2 separate regions of the Mus musculus genome follow, and region 1 is linked to region 2. Evidence: chromatin contacts called from public HiCAR-type data. All regions are on one chromosome and are shown on one strand. Each heading gives the region's core, a stretch centred on a gene start, on an enhancer-like site or on the middle of the called end of the contact. The rest is flanking DNA. Distances are from core to core; before and after follow the strand shown. Region 1 overlaps Gm34828 (a long non-coding RNA gene). Region 2 has its middle 25 kb from the start of I730028E13Rik.

The links. HiCAR-type assays count read pairs that join an accessible place to other places.
Region 1: a contact with region 2 is called in a HiCAR-type map of fibro-adipogenic progenitors, with 11 times the contacts expected there. The contact joins two enhancer-like sites. A contact is called at or near these places in 1 of 484 Hi-C or Micro-C datasets (bone marrow-derived macrophages), 1 of 115 datasets of contacts at active chromatin or transcription factors (fibro-adipogenic progenitors) and 1 of 9 other capture datasets (embryonic stem cells).

Annotation. Positions count from the first base shown.
Region 1 is chr9:61,806,681-61,812,181 of GRCm38.p6, forward strand. All of the region lies in intron 3 of Gm34828 (a long non-coding RNA gene), which reads right to left. Among named protein-coding and RNA genes, the nearest start is that of Gm34828, 13 kb to the right of the region's middle. Within about 2 kb of position 3,976, at least 17 of the 459 cell types and tissues checked have an H3K27ac peak or open chromatin away from gene starts, as enhancers often do. A contact at or near this core is called in fibro-adipogenic progenitors, where this site is marked.
Region 2 is chr9:61,161,156-61,166,734 of GRCm38.p6, forward strand. No RefSeq gene overlaps it. Among named protein-coding and RNA genes, the nearest start is that of I730028E13Rik, 25 kb to the left of the region's middle. Within about 2 kb of position 3,471, at least 53 of the 459 cell types and tissues checked have an H3K27ac peak or open chromatin away from gene starts, as enhancers often do. A contact at or near this core is called in fibro-adipogenic progenitors, where this site is marked.

The sequences.
Region 1 (5,501 bases), core at 2,726-5,225, 650 kb after region 2:
GGAAAGATCAGAGGGAAGGCACAGGGTGTTGAGGACTAAGCTTCAGGCATCAAGACCATGATATATCTATGATCCACACATATGCTATCTGTTCCCATCCTTGTAGCACCCCAAGGGTAGGATATCTAAAGCTCCTGTATGGCCCAAAGTGGCGGGATGTGAATTTGAAATCAAATTGCTTTCAATTGGAGCTTATTCTCTCCTTCCTTCGTAATCATGACACATGGTTCAGAATACCTAGGAAGTAAGAATGAGGCTGGGTCCTAAGGCCTGTGTGCGGAGCCCATGGCTGCCCTCCCTGTCACCATTGAGTCCCTATGGTTACTCTGTGACACCATGAGTCTCATTACCTACCTTCTACCAGAATGGAAAAGACACCTGCAGAGAGCCTGGAGTGAAGGGCCCAGGATAAGACCACAGTGAGAGGCTCTAGGCTGGGCTATGTCCCGAGCCTTCCCAGATATCCCTTCTTATACAATCAACCTCTGGAGGGGACAGGACCCCATTTCCACACATGGCCTCACAAATGGGGTACCCATATAGGAAATACTTCTATCTTTGGGCCGATTCAGCTAAGCAGGCCCCAACCAAGTCTATGAAGAAATCAGCAGCAGCTCTGAAGAATGGCTTGGGGACAAGAAAGAGGCTAACAGCTATGAGAACCAAACAGGCAGATACCTGCTTGGATGTCCTCACATCACCAGGGGTGAGGGGAAGGCTGAGTGGGGTGGAGGAGGGGCCGTCTTCAGTCTGCATAAACATGGCCCTGTACCAACATCCTCTTGCCTTCAATCCTGACACAGGAACATATCTCCATCCTTTGCCATATGTGAGCACAAAGGAGCTTCCCCTCCCTCCTTGCCAAAACGCCATGTTTCAGAGCCAAAGCTTGTGGTCAGGCATTCACATACACGCACACATACCCTCAAAACTGCTCAAGGGTGGCCTCCCTTTGTGCTCCAGGGTCAACAGAGCACTCAGCTTCCAGAGGAGGGATAGTATCTAAAACTTGCATGGTACCTCATTCTCTGAATTCCTGAACTCACCTCTGTCTGGGAGTGGCAGGAGCCTTGAGTGGCAAAGACTCGAGGGTTAGGACATTAGGACATGGCTAAAGTCATTGGGTACTGTCTCCGGTGTTCCAGCTCAAATCTGGTATCTAGGACTGGTGATTGTGGCACCAGAAGCCCAAGCCTTGTGCCTTCCCCAGTCTACAAATAGTCTGTGTACCACACACCCCATCAAGTACAAAGAGGGACTCTACAGTGTTCCATGAAGAACCAAGACACAGCCTGTTCCCCCACCAACCTGCCACATGCCCTCCCACAAACCCAGCCTTGTCCACGTACAGGGGTCAAGCTCACCCAGGCCCATCCTTGGTGGCCCAGAAGAAGAAGCAAAACCAAGGACAGACTTCTATAAATAGGTACATCGTTCTGGGAAGGTCACCACTCAGAGCCACGAGAGCCCAAAATTCTCTAGAGACAAACATGGGACATGAGCTGAGACGCAGCCACCTCGCTTCTTGAGGCCAGGCCGGGCGGTGGCCACAGCTGGCTGGTCAGCTGCTGAATGGCCTTCGGGCTGCAGAAATACTTGCACACTGCGTTTTCTTTTCAAGGGGGCTGCCAGTGTGGACACAGAGGAAAAACGGGGAGCTGGAGGCCCAAGAGACATGGAAGGGAAACCTTCTCCCAACTCTGACCCTGAGTTCCTCAGTCTAACTAAACAACCTGCCAGTTGGATCTCAGCAGGGGGAGGCTTTCCCTCCCTGCTTCTCCGATGGACATCTGGCAACCACTCTAACATTCTGGGTAGAAAACGCAGAGGGGTGAAGGCAGGTTGCTAGATGTGCTCAGATGTACCACAAGGAATCCTGAAGCCGACTGTTGGCACCCGCTAGGTAGGAGTCCCTGTTAGCCCTTCTCTCCTGGGCCCTCCACCTACAACCCCACCTCCTTCCTTCCTTTCCAAGGGCCCCTGACAAGGCAGCCACAGCACACAAGCACTCCTAGCTACGCAAATAGCAACTCCTTCTTTTCTGGTGTTTGCTTAGCCAATATTGACTCTGCGGCCTAACACTGGTGCTATTGAGCTGGGTTCTTCTCGATATTGTTTGAGCAGCATTAGCAGAGCCTGTGATAACCAACAGCAGGGCAGGAAGCCACCCTGCCTCCCCCACCCTTGCTCCCCAACAACCCCCCCCCCACACACACACACAACCCCTCCCTGTGAGAGGCTCCTGTAAAGACAGAGGAACCTAAGGCTGGCTCCTCCACTGAGCAAACACAAGAGGGGAGAGAGGGAGCATGCTCTCTGGCTCAGTCAACACTCCAGAGGAGTCACAGCGACTGGAAAGGTTACTAGGGGAGGTTGCCCTTTAGGGGTGGGGTCAGTAAAAAGGGAAGGTAAAGAAGTCTGGGGCTATTAGCCAAACCCTGTAGTTGGCATCTATGGGAAAGGCCTGTGGGGACTGGTACTCACGGGCCCCGGGTGACTAAGCAGAGAATCGATGAATCCCCTCATCAGCCGAGCATGACAGATGAAGGCCTACTGGACGTCAATCACCGTAGCTTAGTGGGAGGGGCCTGCAGACAAGCCCTTGCACCTACCATGTTTTAATGACATAGATTTAGAAAAAAAATTCCTCGCTGTGGGCTTTTGTGGGCTTGCTTTGATGCTGCTATGAGTTCATATTTAAGAGTAACTCTCTCCTCTGGAAAGAATGGTTTTGGCAGCCCTAATGATATGCCACCATTAGATGTTCTCAATGGTCATCCCAGGAGACGGGCCATGGTGACCTCCATTCATATTTGGGTATAGGGATAGGTGTCAGGATCATTCTGGGGGCCTACCCAAAGCAGGGGTGGTCGGGGAAAAGCCACAGTGGTCGTCAGCCTTTGGGGGTGCCCTGGGTGATATAGAGGAAGGATGCATATCAGCCGGAAATGTGGCTCAGCCGGCAGATTACTTGCTCAACACCACATAAACTAATATGACGGAGACCGTCTGTAATCCTGGCACTCCAGAGATGCAGGCAGGAAAATCAGGAGCTCAGAGTCATCTTTGACTACATGGTGAGTTCAAGGCCAATGTGGGACACATGAGACCCTGTCTCAGAAAAAAGATGGGGGTGGGGGGGACACATTCAGTGTCACATACATAGCTTCCAATCTCAATGGAGAGCAGAGAAGCTCATGAAGCCAGTATGGGATGAAGGCTCAAGGCGGCGTTAATAAGTGCTTAAAGATGACTACCTCACAAGGTTGTGCCCAACTTCCCACACCACAACCAGCCATTCCTGAGACTAGACAGCCACAGGATATCCAGGGGCAAGGCACCCACATAGGGTGGCTTTTCATTGCCCACAAGTAAAGCAAATTCAGACTTAGCACTTTTGGAACAGGATCCATGGCCTAACTCTAGGTCAGTATTAAAGCGGTTGCCAGCATCATCAAGGGGACATTCTAGAAATTAGCTTCAGCCTGCCCCAATGGTCTGGGAGCACCAAAATGGTCATTTGCAAAAATTGGCCATTAGCATATTTTACTAACTGTTCTCTCTGAAGACTTGGTAAATGAGGGAGAAATGCCTCACAAATCAGCTGTTATGTAGGCCCCTGTGACAACCTGGACTACAAATCAGCTGTCACGTAGGCCCCTGTGACAACTTGGACTCCAAGCTTGGGAAGTTCTTTTTTGTTAAAAATACAGAGAGGGCATCTTCTGCGAGCCTGTGACTATTTCATCCAATGGCAAAGCCATCTGGGTTCCTTATCTTCTGACACTGTAGCAAACATGCCCACCTCGTCAGTGCTCTCTTCTCTGAGGAACACCCTCTCGTCTACATCGTCCCTTTGGCCACAACCCATTCTTGGCTATAACTGATGAAACAGAGATGCTGTTCTGACTCAGCCTTGAGAATTCTGCCAAAGCCAATGTGGTAAGGGATTACTCCTGGGGTTATACGTGAAGAGGTTGTGGAACCTTCAGGAAATGCTGAAGGGACTCTGGCCAGCTCAGTCTGGCAAACATGACTCTGGCAGGCCTTGCCCTTCTCCCTTATTCTCTCTGCCTTGCTAAAAAAAAAAAAATCACAGTAGATTACAATCCTAAAGCTAGCCACCATGGTCTATTCCCTTACTTGGCTTCTTCCTCCTTCTATGGCTGTTTACCAAGGTCCAGCTCTCAAAGTATTGAGATGCAGCAATCAAAAGCCCCTTTGGCTCACCTACTTAGCATGCCCAATCAAAATTAAATGCCTCATCCTAACACAGGGTTTCCCCTTTTACCTTTATAAACCACCACATGCCTGTGTGTCACATCTGTCTCCTCTCTACCCAGAGGCAATCTGGGACAAATAGCCCTGTCCTCTTTCCCCTGTTCCCTTCCTCTTCTCCCTCATCCCCTGGCTACTGTCCCTTATCCCTGCCTTCTGTCTCTCTGGGGGCAAATAAATCTCTTTTGTGCTGAGAACTTGGTCTTGTGGGTCCTGAGCCGATCTCTTACAAGTGCAGCCTATCTGGGGGTCTTTAGGTCCTTTGGATACACGCTCTTGAAGGGAATTGTGGAGCTCTGCCCCTTCCACTTTCCCTTCCCAGCACCCTGACCATGTGACAAATAGTTCTGATGTCCTCTGCCCTGCCTACCATGGCATGCTACCTCAGCACGGCCCCCAAAGCTTAGAGGATAAGCAGGAAGCAGAATTGAAGCCTCCAAAGCTGAGAGTGGAAGCCAACCTCTCTTCTTCATAAGCCGACGGCCTGTGGTATTAATACAGCAACAGAAATTGACTGACACAGACCTGAACTGAGGAAAGGCACCTCATTGGTTAATCAGGGGCCAATCAGATTCTTTTTCTAGGAACTCGAAAGCATCATCCAAGTATCATGTCCTGGTTGAACTGAATACTTTTAGACCTAGGGAAGGTGGGACAAAGAAAGCCAATCTGCAAAGGAAAAAAGCCGAACAAACCAAAATGAGCTTAGCTAGAGATCCAGAGGAGAGTCAGGGGACAGGCCTAGTGTCTATGAGGGCTTCTAATGGGGCATCTCTCCAAGACTGGCTGTCATCCCACCTCTGAGTGCAATGAGATTCACTAAACTAACAAAGTCACAATAATATAAAGCTAAGTTTAGAGAGAGGCTGGGAATATGGCTCAGTTGGTAGCGAACTTGCGTAGCATGCTTAAAGTCCTGAATTCTATCCCCAGCACCACATAAACCTGGCGTGATGGTATACACCTGTAATCCGGGACTCAGGATGTAGACGCAGGAAGATCAGAAGTGCAAGGTCATCCTCAGCTACATAGTGAGTTCGAGGCTACATAAGACCTGTCTAGAAAGGGATTAGAAGCTGAGCAAAGTTTATACCAATTCTGTTTCTTAAAAACTAATGGTTTTGGAGCAACACATCTAGTGGGACTTCACCTATTTCCAGATTTTGCTTAGCAATACTGTGTTGCACACTCTTCTTACATAGCTGGGATCTCATTTGGGGCCT
Region 2 (5,579 bases), core at 2,221-4,720:
CATAGTCCCTGGCCACCCCAAACCCCAGCACACACAGGCTCCTAAATTTCTCACCTTACATTTCAGGTGCTCAGTGGCACTAAGGTCAGGTCAACGTGAACCTTTGCTGGGTGGAGCTGTGGACTTTGGAATCCAGAATGGCATGGTAGAGCATGCTGGGGGCCCAAAAGTTGCTATGAGCTCAGGACCTGCATCTTCACTGAAACTTACATGATCCTGAGTGAGGGACCTCAGAGATCATTTTACCAATGGAACAAAAAAAATAGTATGCTTGCTATCATGACTCCCATGTTGCTAACCATTGAGGAATGTCTTTCCTGTGGCCTAGATCACACCTCTACCCCTTCCTACATAGCCCCGGGGCAGCTTCTGTGGCAGGGACCTGACCGACATGAACCATGTCACTTGCCCAAATGCCTGGAACAAGACCCTTCCTTATTTTTGCATCTGTGAAAATGGAGGTCTAGAGAGGTAAAAAGACTCACCCAAGGTCACTCCGTTCAGCTAGGAACTGAGCCAGAGCTTTTGATACCACTGAGTTTGCCATCCTTTCCTCCAGATGTGCTGACTGGGTCACATTAGTGCATGGCAAGATGCCAAGCCAAGCTGTATGAACACTTAACTGGGAAACAAATCAATCATATCGATAGAACTTGACACGATGGGGAGGGAAAAAAAAGCCACTGAGATATAATGTTATGTGTTATGTGTGGCCTCAAGAAGATTAATTAACCTCTTTGTCTCCTTATCTGACACTTGTACATGCTGCGCTCTCTCTCTCTCTCTCTCTCTCTCTCTCTCTCTCTCTCTCTCTCTCTGTGTGTGTGTGTGTGTGTGTGTGTGTGTGTGTGCAAGAAGTCAGTGTGGGGTGCCTTTCATTGATCTCTCTCTCCCTTTATCCTTTGAAACAGGATCTCTCACTGAACCTGAATTTCATCAATTCAACCAGGCTGCTGGTCAGTGGGCTTCAGGGCTGTGCCTGTCGGCTTCTCTAGCACCCAGATCATAGACAAACACTGCCAAGTGTGGTACTTTACATGGTTTCTGGTTTCTGGGGATCTCACCCTTTCACCAACTCAGCCATCTCTCCAGGCCCATCTAAGACACCTTTGAAGTCTAATAGCCCATGAGTTTGTGTACCCATTATGGTACTAGAAAAAAAAAATCAAGCTATAAAGAAATAGAAGAAACAGCTATTCAATGAGGAGCAACAAAAATATTCAGTGCAGTCCTTAATTTATATAATTACAGGCCAAGTGCTGCTTCTGCGAAGGCCCGCCTGCTGGGCACAACGGGAGAGGGGAGGCCTCCCAGAAGGCAACACTAAATCTGTCTTAAAGGATGCAGGCTGGAGAGAATGTCACTGCAGTGCAAACAAGAGAAAGCAAAGAAGAAAACAGTGAGAGGTAGGGCTGTGTCTAGGGGCAGACCAGCCTGGCTGGAGAAAAGTTCCAGATGAGCTATGGAGGAAGCAAGAGATCAGCTTGAGGGCTCATCTGGCCATTGAATGACAGAGGTTATGCTCTACAGAACGTCCCAGCAAACCTCTTGCTGCTGGCAGCTCTCTCCACACTCAAGAGTTCTGAGGCAGAGATGTGGTAGGCAGAGGCCAATGCTTTGAAATGCTCTCATTTCTTCAATCCAGTTTTCTCTTCTTGGAGAGTCTCAGGGTTTGGGGCAAGGAAAGAGTCTATGAATGAGGGCCTGCATTCACTCACACAACTCAAAAGCCTTTGTAGCCTTTGAACCACAACGGGATGCGGGGGACGGGATGCGGAGGACAGGGGGGTGCGGGGGGCAGGCTCCCAGTGATCTCGTGGAGAGTTCCTGACTCAAGCCTGAGCCAAATGGTACCCAAGCAGCTCCTAACTTAGCCTTGCCACTTTAGGCCTAACGGATGAGACCTCTGCGCTGCTGGCACCTGCAACCTGATGGGTTGATGCTCATTGGCTCAGACTTGATCACGTGCCCATCTTTAAACCAATTACCAAGGCCTGAGGCTACACAAAATACTCCTAATTGGCCAAGCCTAATAGACTATGCGCCCATCTTTAAAAGTAGAGAATGGGTCTTACCCTGAAAGAAACCATGGAAACACACACAAGCTAGGGATGCCAGTTACTAGAGAAAAGACCCGGATGCTCAGGCACTTGCACCTGGCCCCCATTAGCAGATAAGGAAGAAGGTTCACACTGGTTAACATCTTCTCTAAGATTTCACTGGCATTGCAATAGGAAACTGTCTTCAAGGAGGGTACAATGGGTGATCTTAATCTCACCGCCATGGAATTTAGAGTCACCATGGAAACAAACCTCTGGGAATAGCTGTCAGGGAGTTTCTAGATTCTAGGAAAAGCCACTCTGAATGTGGGCAGCACCATTCCTGTGTGCTGGGACCCTGCACTGAATTAAAAGTAGAAAATGAGCGGAATGCCCGCATTCAGCTTCCGTGGTTTCCCTTGTGGTTGCTATGTGGCCTCCTGCCTCCAGCACCCAGGGCCATGCCTCCGCATCCAGGACGGACTGTATGAACTGTGAGCCCCAGCAACCCTTGCCTTCCTTAAGCGGCTCTTGTAGAGTATTGGTCACAGCCACATGGAAAGTAACAAGCCATGGGCCCGGCTTCCTCGATTTGTGTTGGACATTGTGAAACTCCGAAGCTAAGCCGCTGAAGGCACCCTTCCCCCTCCCAAGAGCTCTTAAGCCTGAGGTGCAGAGGACAGGACAGACAGCCTCAGGGAAGTTCTCATCTTTCTTCAATTAATACTTCTTGGAGAGTCTCGGCAGCGGGGCAGGAATTTGTTAAATTACATAAACATCATTGTGACCCGTAAAATTCAATGAATCTCGGCCTGTTTACCCGCGGCTGGCTTTAATGTTTGCACAGTGTAATTTAATGTGTCAATTTGCTCTCAAATAAAAAACATCTGGCCCTCTGACATGCCAAAGAAACTGGAGAGCTGATGTTCAAAATCGGTGCTGAGCTCCAATCCGGGACGACGCAACGGAGAGGGAGGGAAGGCACGAGGCTGAGGAAGGGAGGCCTGTGTCAGTCCCATCTACTTCTGGCCTCATGACAAACCCCTGTTTGCAAGTCTGGAAGACGCAGTAGATTTCATCCTAATTAGAATTAAGAAAAGCCAGGAAGAACACATACCATCTTTAACTGGCACCCGTTGTGCAATTAAATTTCCTGCGGCTGTCCCTGCCAATATTGACGTTCATATGATTGGATTTTTAACAATCTTATTATTTTGTAATTGAGAGGAGCAGGGAGAAATGACACTTCTCTGTGGCGATGAGCTTCATAGCTGGAGCACTGCTCCCTGCACTGGGGTTGTCTGCCTGGCCTGAGCTCCCTTCCCTGTGGATTCCCAGGTTGGAGCCGGAGGAAGGGATGGGAGCCAGTGCTTTCCCAGTGAGGTCATACCTTCCACACAACTTGGTTCTCCTCCACCGGATCCCCACACGGCTCAGGCTACAGGCAGAGGCAGGCTTGGCAAGGCAGGGTTGGGTTGGAGGCCTGGCCTACATAGAGCAGCTTAGGAAACTTGGTCTTCTTCTGAGTGACAGGTGAAGGCCAAGACCTTGGATGGGGACTACAGGACTCTGTGGATGAGTTCTTCCCTGGGACACGAAACTAGAGGGACACCTTGTCTGCTTCCATTTTCCGCCGTGCCCTTTCTTTCCCAGGATCTCAGGGTAGGTCTGGCCGAGGAGACTCAGGATGGTTTCCACTCCCCTATTTCTCACCCCTATAAACACTTGAGACATCCTGACGAAAAAGGGCCCGGCATGGAGCCTTGGCAGACACCCTACTGGAAAGAGCCCGAGTCTGCTCTGCCTGTGGAAGGCTGAGGTCACCACAAGTTCAGCCTTGCCTGAGCTGAGCAGAAGGCAGAGAGAGAGTCCTCCTTAAGGGAGTCCTCAAGAACTGCTTGGGCTAAGCAGCAGGCTGACGTTTCCCTCTGAGCTGTCAGAAGGGATTAGGCAGGCTGCTCTGTCAACACTGCTGATCCTCCTGCCCCCTCCAGGACAGCCAAGCCTCTTCCTTCAGATCCTTGGGAGCCTGGGCTTGTACCAGTCAAGTCCTTGACATTTCAGCATGGCTGGGGGAGCCCTGTGTTTGCCGCAATTGAGCCCTGGGTAATTACACATTTTCCTAAGTGGTTGCTGTTTTCCAAACCCAAAACGATTTTTGGGAGGAGGGTAAGAAAATGAGCTGTCTGTCTAGCATGTGAGAAACGGAAGACTGATGGGGAGGCTGAGAGGAGAGAGATAGAGCGAGTCAGAGAGAGACAGAGACAGACAGACAGACAGACAGAGACAGACAGAGAGGTCTCATGTGCACACATTGGAGATAAGGATCTAACAACAGTTGTCTTTCTTAGTCACTCACTCTACGTTGTACTTTAAATTATTTTATTTTAATATCATTTTGGTGTCCTTTTGTTTTTGTTGTTTGTTTGTTTGTTTGTTTCTTTTTGAGACATCATTTCTCTTATAGCTTTGGCTTGTTGGAACATGCTATACAGACCAGACTGGCTTTGAACTCATAGAGATCCACTTGCCTCTGCCTCCCACATGCTAGGATCAAACACAAGTACCACCACAGCTGACTTCCACCTTCGTTTTTGAGACAGGGTCTCTCTGAACTGGAAGCTAGTGGACTTGGATGAACCAGCTGGCCAGCAAACCTCAGGGATGCCCCTGCCTCAGTTTCCCCGGTACTGGGATAACTGACATGCCATCATGGCTGCTTGTTATGTGGATGCTGAGGATCTGAACTCAGGTACTCATGTGTGCATGACCAGCCCTCACCAACTGGATCACCTCTCCTAGGCCAGCAGTGGAGCTCTGGAGGTAGAGAAAACCCCACCCCAGTCAGAGCTTCAGGCTGACCCCTGAGATGGCCAGACAGCAACTCTGAGGAAACCCTCACTCCCCTCAGCTTGTGCCAGGTGCCAGACACTGGGGTGGCATCCAAGGACAGAACTGAGGAGGTCACAAATCTAGTCAGATGCTAACTGAACACCATGCAGGCTGCTAACTTCAACAAAACATCCTGAAACAATTGTCACTCGGTCCTACAGGTAGAGAGGAAACCAAGAGAAAAAAACAGAAGCTTTGAGGAGGACAAGGCAGGCTTCATGGAGGTGACTCAGAATCCCCAAGGACGAATAGAAGTTGGCTCTCCTCATAGAATCACAACAGAAACCCTGGTCTTGTACCAAGGGCCCCATACCAATTCAGTGTCTAAAACTTACCAGAGCCCTGTGAGGTAATATTTGTCTTCAGATAATGGAACTAGAGAGTGCAGGGACAAAGCATTCTGGCCCAAGGAAACAGAGTGTGGGAAAGGACATACCACTGAGTACAGAAGGCACTCACTAGAGAGGAGGAAGGAGGGGTCACAGATGGATGAGAAGCTAGAATGGAAGAAACAAGATGCACTTAGCCAGTAGCATTCTGCAGAGCTTGCAGAGATGGCTGTCTTCCAGAGGATCTGAGTTGAGTTCTCAGCACCCATCTCACATACCTCCCGCTCCAAGGGGAACCTGGTGCCTTGTGACCTCCTGC